Regions from separate parts of the Pan troglodytes genome. Here region 1 is linked to region 2. A link is a contact called in public HiChIP or PLAC-seq data. All regions are on one chromosome and are shown on one strand. The core of a region is the stretch at or near the end of the contact, and the rest is flanking DNA. Distances in the headings are between cores, read along the strand shown. Region 1 holds the start of HHLA2 (HHLA2 member of B7 family). Region 2 holds the start of CD47 (CD47 molecule).

Region 1 (4,391 bases), core at 1,636-4,135, 130 kb after region 2:
TGTGAAATAATGCAAATAAGTCTATAATAACTAATAGGGCCGAATTCACAATTGTCCAACAATCTTTCTTCCCCCCAAATGGCCATCAAATCAAAAGACCTCGATAATTCACCCTTTGAAGTTTCCAGTAATCCACAGCACTCACATTGAAGTTTTTAAATCAGCAGGATTAGGGCAATTACTACTGTACCCAAAATATTAGATCAAAGACCTTACACTCAGGAAATGTAGTGCATGTTAGAGCACAGAGCATGTAGAATTTTTGCCAAAATGATTTAAGTGTCAGTAATAATATGTAAGTACCTTATGAATGAAAATGGTAATCTGGAAGAACCTCAGAGTTTAAAAAAGACCTCAACGATTACTCATTATGCATTTTTACTGTTTCTAACCTATCACCTATGGTGAACATTTGTTTCTATGTTGGCTGCATATTCAATCACCTGAGGAGCTAATAAAAATACTAGTACTTGACCAAACATTGCTTCTTCCCTCATGAATGAATTAAATCAGAACTTCAGTGAAAGTAGGCCCAGTATGGGGTATATTTCAAAAGATTTCTACATGTTTATAAGGTGCAGTCAGGATTAAGAACCTGTGAATGTCACATCACCAGTCAAACATCTGTGGGCTCTTGCTTAATCCCCTAGTCTACTAAACACAGTTCTACGAGGATCAGTATGATTTATACCTAAACATTATAGGAACAAAACTCACTAGCAACAACATTCAAGTCAGTTTAATCAAAGATCTTATTTGTCTTGTTCATGTGTAGCTATCATTATTATGTTTACAATGTATTTACAACTATTATAACCATTGTCATAAAAATCTGTCGTGTACTCCTTCATGTTTCCCAAACTTTTTCCTGCAGGATAAATGTAAATGTTCTGGAAGATAACAGAAAGCTGGGAAGAAAAAAGGCCATGAAGTCCTTCCAGGTATATGCTCACTATCCTTTCAAAGCACCCACCCACCAAAAAGTCATCTTTTCCTTATCGGCAGATAACTCTTCTAGGGCAGAGGAATGAACACCAATAGATGCTGTAAACCTAGGACAGTGGTTCCCAAACATTAGTGTCCATCAGAATCATCTGGAAGCCTTACTGAAACAGACTGCTAGGCCCCATTCCTATAATTACTGAAAAGGTAGACCTGGGAAAGGGCCTGAGGAATTTCATTTCTAGTAAGTTCCCAGGTGATGCTGATGCTGTTGGTCTGGCGATCACACTTTGAGAACCATTGGACTAGGATATCCCCACACAAATCCATGATTCAAAGTATCCTGCTGAACCCCTGAGGACACAGTGCAAGAGATGACATCAACAGAACCTTAAGGACATTTTGTTTTCATTTTAAAAATATACTTGGAAAAAAATGCATTTTTATTAACATAGGAAATGTTGGTTGTCTATATTATCCTGATCAATTCACTTTAAGTAATAATCCCAGGACTACCTTTTCTAACATGGATCAAGCAACACTACTTTTTCCTTTATCTTTTCTCCGACCATGGAGTAATTTAATATGAACAGTTTACATCAAGCCTACATATCTTTCAATTCAAGTTATTGGAAGAGAGCAGTGGAATGAGATTTAAACTATCAAGGGAAATTATTTGAGCCTGGCTGCAGACATTAAGTACTATAGATTCTTAACACTGATTGCCTTTTATGGAATAAAATAAACAAATGTAAGTATTAAAGTGAAAGAAAAGCTATAAAACTGATTTATCGGGCTACTGCTAAGCTACAGTGATTTGAGGAGAAGGTCCTAGCTGACCACTACCCTCAGCAAGTAATGGCATTGCTTTCAGGATATGTTGGACTTTTCCCCCACCGGAACAAGGGTAAAACTTTAGGTTCTACGATAGGGGGACAATTCAATAGTTGTCATTCGTCTTTTCCACTTTTCAGTTTCTGAGAGTATGGTTATTACAAAGGCAGAAGTCTTTTAAACCATAGCAAGTAATTAACAAGTTTACTAACCGCATTTAAAGTGCTCCTTAACAGGGTCCTAAGTACCCACGGTCCCCAGTTGTATGAACAGGGTCTTAAACAACAACAAAAACCCCAAACTAGAAAAAAAGCCTTAAGTGATAATGGCATTCCTCTCTGGAGACGAGATTTTGGACGGTCTTATAATTTTTCTAGACATTTTCTTGTGTTTTTCTGAGTTTTCTACAATGAGTATTTGTTTCATCTTTACAATCAGAAAATATAGTTTGTGTTTTGTGGTAATGCGTGTGTGATGGAAAAAAACAGGCAAGCTGTCTTCCGATCCTTTCTGCCGTTCCAAAACTTATTTATTCTCTCTACAAAAATACCAAGTCAGGGCTGCGTGAGCTCCACGGACCTCCCGGGAGTTTGGGGTGAAGTGCCCTTCCCTGGCTAGGAAGACGGAGGCAAGGAATTGCTAACCCGCTCTCACGAAACTGGTTCCCAGCAGGACCAAGGAGGGCATCTCCCTGGGGGCTAGCAGGCACCCGGGCGCTCGGGGACGCCGGCACCCACCTGGACGGGGCCTTCAGGTTGCTCTTCCGGAGGAACTCCTCCTCGTAGCGGAGCAGCTTCAGCTTCTCCACCAAGTCCTCCATCACCACGAACATGTGGTAGGCCGCGCCGGGCCCCCGCTCCAAGACCACTTCCCCGGTCCCTTCGCCACGGGACCTAGGCACCCCATCTTCCAAACCCGACGTCGTGATGACGGCCAGAGCAGCAGTCATCGCAGAACGGACAGAGTCCAGCGTGGGCTCAGGCCCACAGACCTCTGCGGCCTAAGCCGCCAGCCCTGCTGCCGCCAGTACAGCCACGACCGGTTACCAGGCGACCACTGGACAATCCGTCACCAGGGAAACTAGACTCCGCCTCCTTCCCTCCAGTCAGGGCGGCTTTCCTGAATGACGTCACCTGTGGCCCTCTTCTTGCCCTGCCTCTGCGGAAATGGTGGTCGGGAAGCAGCCCCGCCCCTCATGGAGGCGTGGCGTTCGCGCCCCATTCCCGGCTGCGTCTTCTCCCTCGCTGAAAGTCTGAAGGGAGCCGGCTTACGTTTCTGCTCCGCTTGCCTAGTGAGTCTTGAGCTGGCTTGAGGTGTGTTGGACCTGGTGGTTGCTAAAAGCAATTAAGCGGGCATCTGGGTCAGCTAGTAGCTGTTAAAAAGATTAAAGGGAGGTGAAGACGTGTAGCACTGAAGGCTGCACTGGCTCACTGATACCTTTATTTTCTCAGAATTGAAAAGTTTTTCATAGTTGTAAAGATAGTCAATACCATAGGTTTCACTTTTACTGCAGGAACTTTCCAACGAGAGGTTTCTCTCGTTCTTTCTTTAATTTTATCTTTCTCTCACTAGGCAATGCTGCACTTAACAGTATATTGTAAAGCTTGAAGTACTGTATTACGTTGCCTGGCTGTTACTCCAGTGCTAGGAAAGTGGTTGGAAGGATGAGGAAGACAATGAACAAAAGGAGGCATTTGGAAGGATTTGTTTTACTTCAAAAACAAGAATACTAAGCTTCCATCCTGCTGCTTAATCTGTTTCAAACCCATTACATGTAGTATAAAGTGTTTCGGTACTTCGTTAAATCCAAAAGAACAGAGATGGTCTTAAAAGGAATTTCCCTGCCCTAAAGCTCTAAGGGTGGCTAAAGATAGGGTGTTACTACTGTATTCTGCAGTTATTGACCTAGAAAATTTAAGAAAAGGTACATAACTGACCACAGAAATGGCCCAGCTTTACAGTTTTCAAAAGGCTTCTGTATTAGGCAATTTTCTTAACAGTTGCAAAAAATGAGGTAAGTGGTGGATGCCTGGCAGTTTTTGGGAAGAAAACTTAATACAAGAGATTGAACATATGTTCATGTTTATAACGTGACTTTTAAGGGCTCTCTGATCTCTTGTATCTGCCACTACAAAATATAGAAGGGCTACATTTTTGGACAACTGAAATTTGAAATGTATCTACAATATCCTGTTTTTACTAGAAAAAATGAGAACACTTTTCATTTTAATCCGTCTACAGCTAACTTGTTTCTGATACTAATAAGGTTATCAAAGTGAAAAGTCAGAAGGGCAAATACCATTTTTTCATTAAAGAAAGGAAGTACATAAAATTACAGACTTATGTAGAGAATAACCTGAAGGGCAGCCCACTGAGAATTGCTTTTTAAATAAATAACATTGCTTGCCTACCACAAGTCATGAGCCAGCTGCTTTTAATAAAGTTGAGTGAGAAAATTGGATTTGATGTTACCCCACTACCAAATTGATCTTTCCTGGTCTTTGCCTTTTTGAAACAGTGATTCTCCCCGATAAGTCCATACCCCAACCACCACCACATGTGCAGCTTGGGGGTGTTATATGTATGTATAACAGTCACAGTAGTGTAAGATAGAT
Region 2 (4,397 bases), core at 1,444-3,943:
CTTAACACAACTCAATTGCATAATGCCTGTATTTTGCTTTTTTTTAGGTTAATATTAACTAAGTAAAATAAAATACTATAAATTCTGAATTCGATGACTCTAGGGATTCGAACACATTAAAATTGTGTGTAAACGAGTGCTAATTACATGATATTAACTATTACTAAAGAAGGCCTAACATAAATCCTATCACTCAAAGTACCATTCCAACAGTTCTAAACTACGTGATTTAAATCTAACCTACCTGTTTTAAAAATAGTATATGGTTTATACTTTTTACTTTTTAGGCAGTTTGAATAAATGATACTGTATCACTTCATATCTGGTTCAATATGAAGGCGTTCTGAAATTATTATGCGATTATACAACACATCTCTGAAAGCAGTATTATTTTAGCTAAAATGATAGTAAAGGCAACAAGCATACTAAACGTGATGACAGGAAACACTAACATCAACCATTTAGATAACGGAGATCTGGATTCACAGTCCCAACATCCAGGATGCTTGGGGAGGGAGGAAAGTGGTAAGCAGAGACTTAAGGGCATCTTGGAAATACCTAAAGTCACAAGCCTTTAGGAACGGCACACCAAGGCTAATAATCAGTTTAAAATCGAATTAATTTAGCATTCTAGAATAAATGTAACAATTGCTGTCACTGGTGCTCAAGCTGAATTCTGAATCTTATAAAAGTTCACAAAAGGCTCTATGGATGTGAAGTGTGACAGGCACTCACTGTAGAGCTACGAATGTTTCTATTCCTTGCTCAGTTTTTACAGACGAAGCACACGTTTTACAAAAGCGAAATGGATTCCAAAAGCTCGGGGTGGGGGTGGGGGGGTGGAGGTTCTTTGGCGTCGAAAAACACCAAATCCCATTCTGTTGCACATGTTTTGACTGGAGGTTACTGTCTTCCTATTTCAGGCGAAAACCAGATTACTTTTAAAACGGTTCCCCCAAATAAAGTGGGAAAAACTTCAACGTACAATTTAGAATGTATGCAAGTGGCTGATGGGGCGTGAGGGTCACGAGAAAGAAAGAGTTTCCAGCAAGCTTATTTTTAGGATTAAAAACGACAGCAAAAATTACACGGCCGGAAGATTCTTCTGATTGAATGCTGAGTTGAAAATGAAACTTAATTGTGTCCTTTACGTCCTCTTCGCTCCTATGTTCATGTGGGAGGCAAACGGCAGAAACCCCTTCTCACCGACTTCGCCAAAATGCGCACTTCCATCGCAAGAGGCCCGGGCCCTCCCACTCTCCCTCCCTCAACCCCAAATGCGTCTAAGCACTGAGAAGGGAGAGGGGTGCGAAAGAAGGGGATCCCTAGCAGCTGCAGCCCCTCACCTCTGATCGCGCCCTTTCTTGCTAGTTAATTTTTGCGCGAGGTGCGCGGTTTGGAGTCCTCTGTGTGTGCATTTGGAGATGGAGAACCGGGTGGAGGAGATGAGCCCCGCTCTCACCCAGGGGGAAGAAGACGACCAGGGAAAGGAAGGGAGGAAGAAGGGGGGCGCCCGATTCCCCGTGGGGCCCTCCCACGTCTGCACTTCGGGCGCTCAGGGCCCGAGTGTTCTGCGCCCCGGCCACCCTCTTCAGGGCGCCGCCGGGCTGGCTGGGGCGCAGCCCACACGCCCGCGGGGGCGAAGCGACAGCAGCCGCAGGGCTGGGAGCGAGGAGCCACTCACCGCAGCACGCCGAGCCCAGCAACAGCGCCGCTACCAGGGGCCACATCTCCGCGCCCGCCGCGGGGTCGCCGCCGCCGCCGCAGGTGTCTGGAGCAGCAGCCGCCGCCGCCGTTACAGGCAGGACCGACCGCCGCCGCCGCCCGTCACAGGCAGGACCCACTGCCCAGGCTGCACGGCCGCGCGCACGCGCGCTCCCACTGCTTCCCGCCCGCTCCCCCGCCTGCTCCCCGCCCGCGAGAGCCGCGCACGCGCACTCGGCCCCGCCCCGCAACCGCTGCTGTTGACGCGGCGCCCTCCCTAGTCGCAGGCTCCAGACCCGGGGCCCGCCTGCCCGCTCCACGGAGGCCGGATGCCTGCTCCAGGGCGGTGGCACGCGCCGCGCTTCCAGGTCACGTCCTGTCTCACCCGCCCGCCCCTGGGGTCCGCGTGCTCGCCCGCCGCAGGAGGCTGAACCCTGTGTTCCCATGCTCGCCGGGGACCTCGTTGCACCCGTTCCTGTCCGCGGGTCGGTTCCTGCCTTTCGCGCGGCGCTGGGCCCCACTGCCCTCTCTCTCTACTTTTCTCCTCTTTGCTTTCACTCCCACCCTCGCGCTTCAGGGGCCGGGTCCCGCCCCGCCCCGCCCCGCCCCGCCCCAGCCCGCGTCTCTCCCTGTACCCGACGTCCGGCTGCGCGCGTGGAGCAGGACACCTAGGCTTTCACCAGCGCCCGTTTCCCCCGGACGCGGCCGTCTAGCGCCGAAGCGCACCCCGCGTGGGGGCGTCTCGCAGCTTCCAGCGGTCCCTGAGCCCGAGGCCGCCACGCCCAGGGCGGGGCGGAGGCCGGGTACCTGCCCGCAGGGAGCTTCCACTCGCCCCTCGCGGGCTCTGCGTTCGGCTCGTCTGCTCGCTCTGCTCTTCCCTATGCGGTTCTCTTCCCTCTTTCTCACTTGGTTCTTTAGTGGTTTCATCCTCTGATCAGGGTTAATCAAACAAGTTCCATTCACGGTGGTAAACATTGTTACCTGTGAACACCGCCACCACCGGGACTAGCGAGCATTGTCGCAAACAGGCATTAGCAGCGTGTCCAAAACATCCCCACCAGCAAGATTATTGAGCTTGGTTTGTGACTGCCCCACGTGCAGCCCTCTGCGCTGCGCTTGGGTTTAACATGCTTGAAAAATGGGTTCGAAATGTGGCCGCAAGCCACAATAGGGACAAGGCTTTTGAATTTATCGCTGAATCACACAGGCCACATCATTCATCCTGAAGCAAAAGTCTTTTAAAGATACTTTTAACCGTTATCCTAACTGATGTACTCTCTTATCAGAAAGTCAGGCTCTGGTGGCTGCTGTAATGGAGTGCACATCCTGTCCACCTCCTTGATTGTTTTCCTCCTACCTGCTGGGAAAGAAAGCAATTTCCCACCACAATACCCCACTTCTCCAAATCCTCTACACAGTGCGGCTCCTCCCAAGCATCCCATTGCCATAGAAATAAAATCCAGCATATGAAAGTGGCACTGTCTATGACACTCTGTACCAGTGTATTGTATACTATCGAGCTTCTTCCTGTAATTGCTTTTTTGTTAAATCCGAGAGCATTTTAAGTATTCCCTCCTCCAAGACTTTCCATTGAGCTCGGCAAACAGAAGGGGTTTAATAAATGTGTTGATGCGGCGTGAGGCAGGCATTGCTCTAGTGAAATTTGATTGCTTTTTTAATGATTGAAAAATAAAAACAATTGCCTGGCAGACATCTCACTAAAACAATGGTTAATAATTATGGTGGTAATGATTTGAATGGCAGCCTTGACACCCCGAGGCAACCAAAGGGACTCATCGATTCTCCTCCAACTGCTGCTTATGTGGATACAAAAGAATCATCCACCAGACTTTGAGCATTAGGGACATTGTGTATCACAGAGCAGCTGGTTGGCTAAATAAGGCTGTCAGCTGTCCCTGATACCGACCAACCCCCCTAAAGCTGAAGAGTGACTAGAAAGGACTGTCCCCAACCTTCAGAGGTGGAGATCGGGTGATGTTCTGTTTTACACTGGGAGCTACTTAGCTATATGCTTAATGTCTTTTTGTGCAGAAAATGGAATGAGAGGCCACCTGGGTGACCACTGCTGCTCTTGGGAATCTAGCTGGGGTATGTTTTGGTGGTGGGACAAAAGCAGGCGTATCCCAGGAGAGACAGTCCAAAGCAGCCTGCCTAGGTTTGATTATCCTCTCTCTGAGATAACCTTAAGCTCTTTTCAGTATTTAATCATTTTAAAGGTTTGCCTTTTAACTTTTCAAAGCATTTTAATTTGGATGTTGAGCTCATCTTATCTGTATGTAAGGAGTTTCTTGGGTAGAGAGGGAGGGGATAATACATATTAGAATCTTTTGAACACAGGAAGTACACATTAGCTATATCACCTAAGTTAATCTTCATAACAACCTCAGAAAGGATAAATGTTATGATCTCCCTTTTTGAGATGGGGAAACAAAGGGAAAGAGGAATGGTGAGCACTTTGCCCACAGTTATAAGTGACACTGCTCTCTCTCTTGTCTCTCTCCCTTATTCTGGTTTTCATCCTTTTTTCTTTTTACCCTATAATATCAAAGTTGCTACAGTTTCCCCTTTACAGATAAATAAACTTTAAAAAATCACTCTTGTCACCTTTATAGATAAGGAAAGTGAGGCTTGGTCACAAGCTCAGGGAGGGACTGTGGTTGGACTGAAGTCTC

What was found. HiChIP or PLAC-seq counts read pairs in DNA pulled down with a chosen protein or histone mark.
Region 1: an H3K4me3 HiChIP or PLAC-seq map of stem cell-derived excitatory neurons shows a contact between it and region 2, with 2.3 times the contacts expected there. The contact joins the promoter of HHLA2 here to the promoter of CD47 in region 2. A contact is called at or near these places in 1 of 7 Hi-C or Micro-C datasets (stem cell-derived neural progenitor cells) and 1 of 1 datasets of contacts at active chromatin or transcription factors (stem cell-derived excitatory neurons).

What each region holds. Positions count from the first base shown.
Region 1 is chr2:111,558,858-111,563,248 of NHGRI_mPanTro3-v2.0_pri, forward strand. It overlaps HHLA2 (HHLA2 member of B7 family), which reads left to right and starts at 2,886. Exons shown (of 12, transcript XR_010155674.1): 1 at 2,886-3,089. IFT57 (intraflagellar transport 57) reads right to left here and starts at 2,947. Exons shown (of 11, transcript XM_526260.6): 1 at 2,514-2,947. The coding sequence starts at 2,725.
Region 2 is chr2:111,428,324-111,432,720 of NHGRI_mPanTro3-v2.0_pri, forward strand. It overlaps CD47 (CD47 molecule), which reads right to left and starts at 2,694. Exons shown (of 9, transcript XM_063806944.1): 1 at 2,340-2,694. The coding sequence starts at 2,679.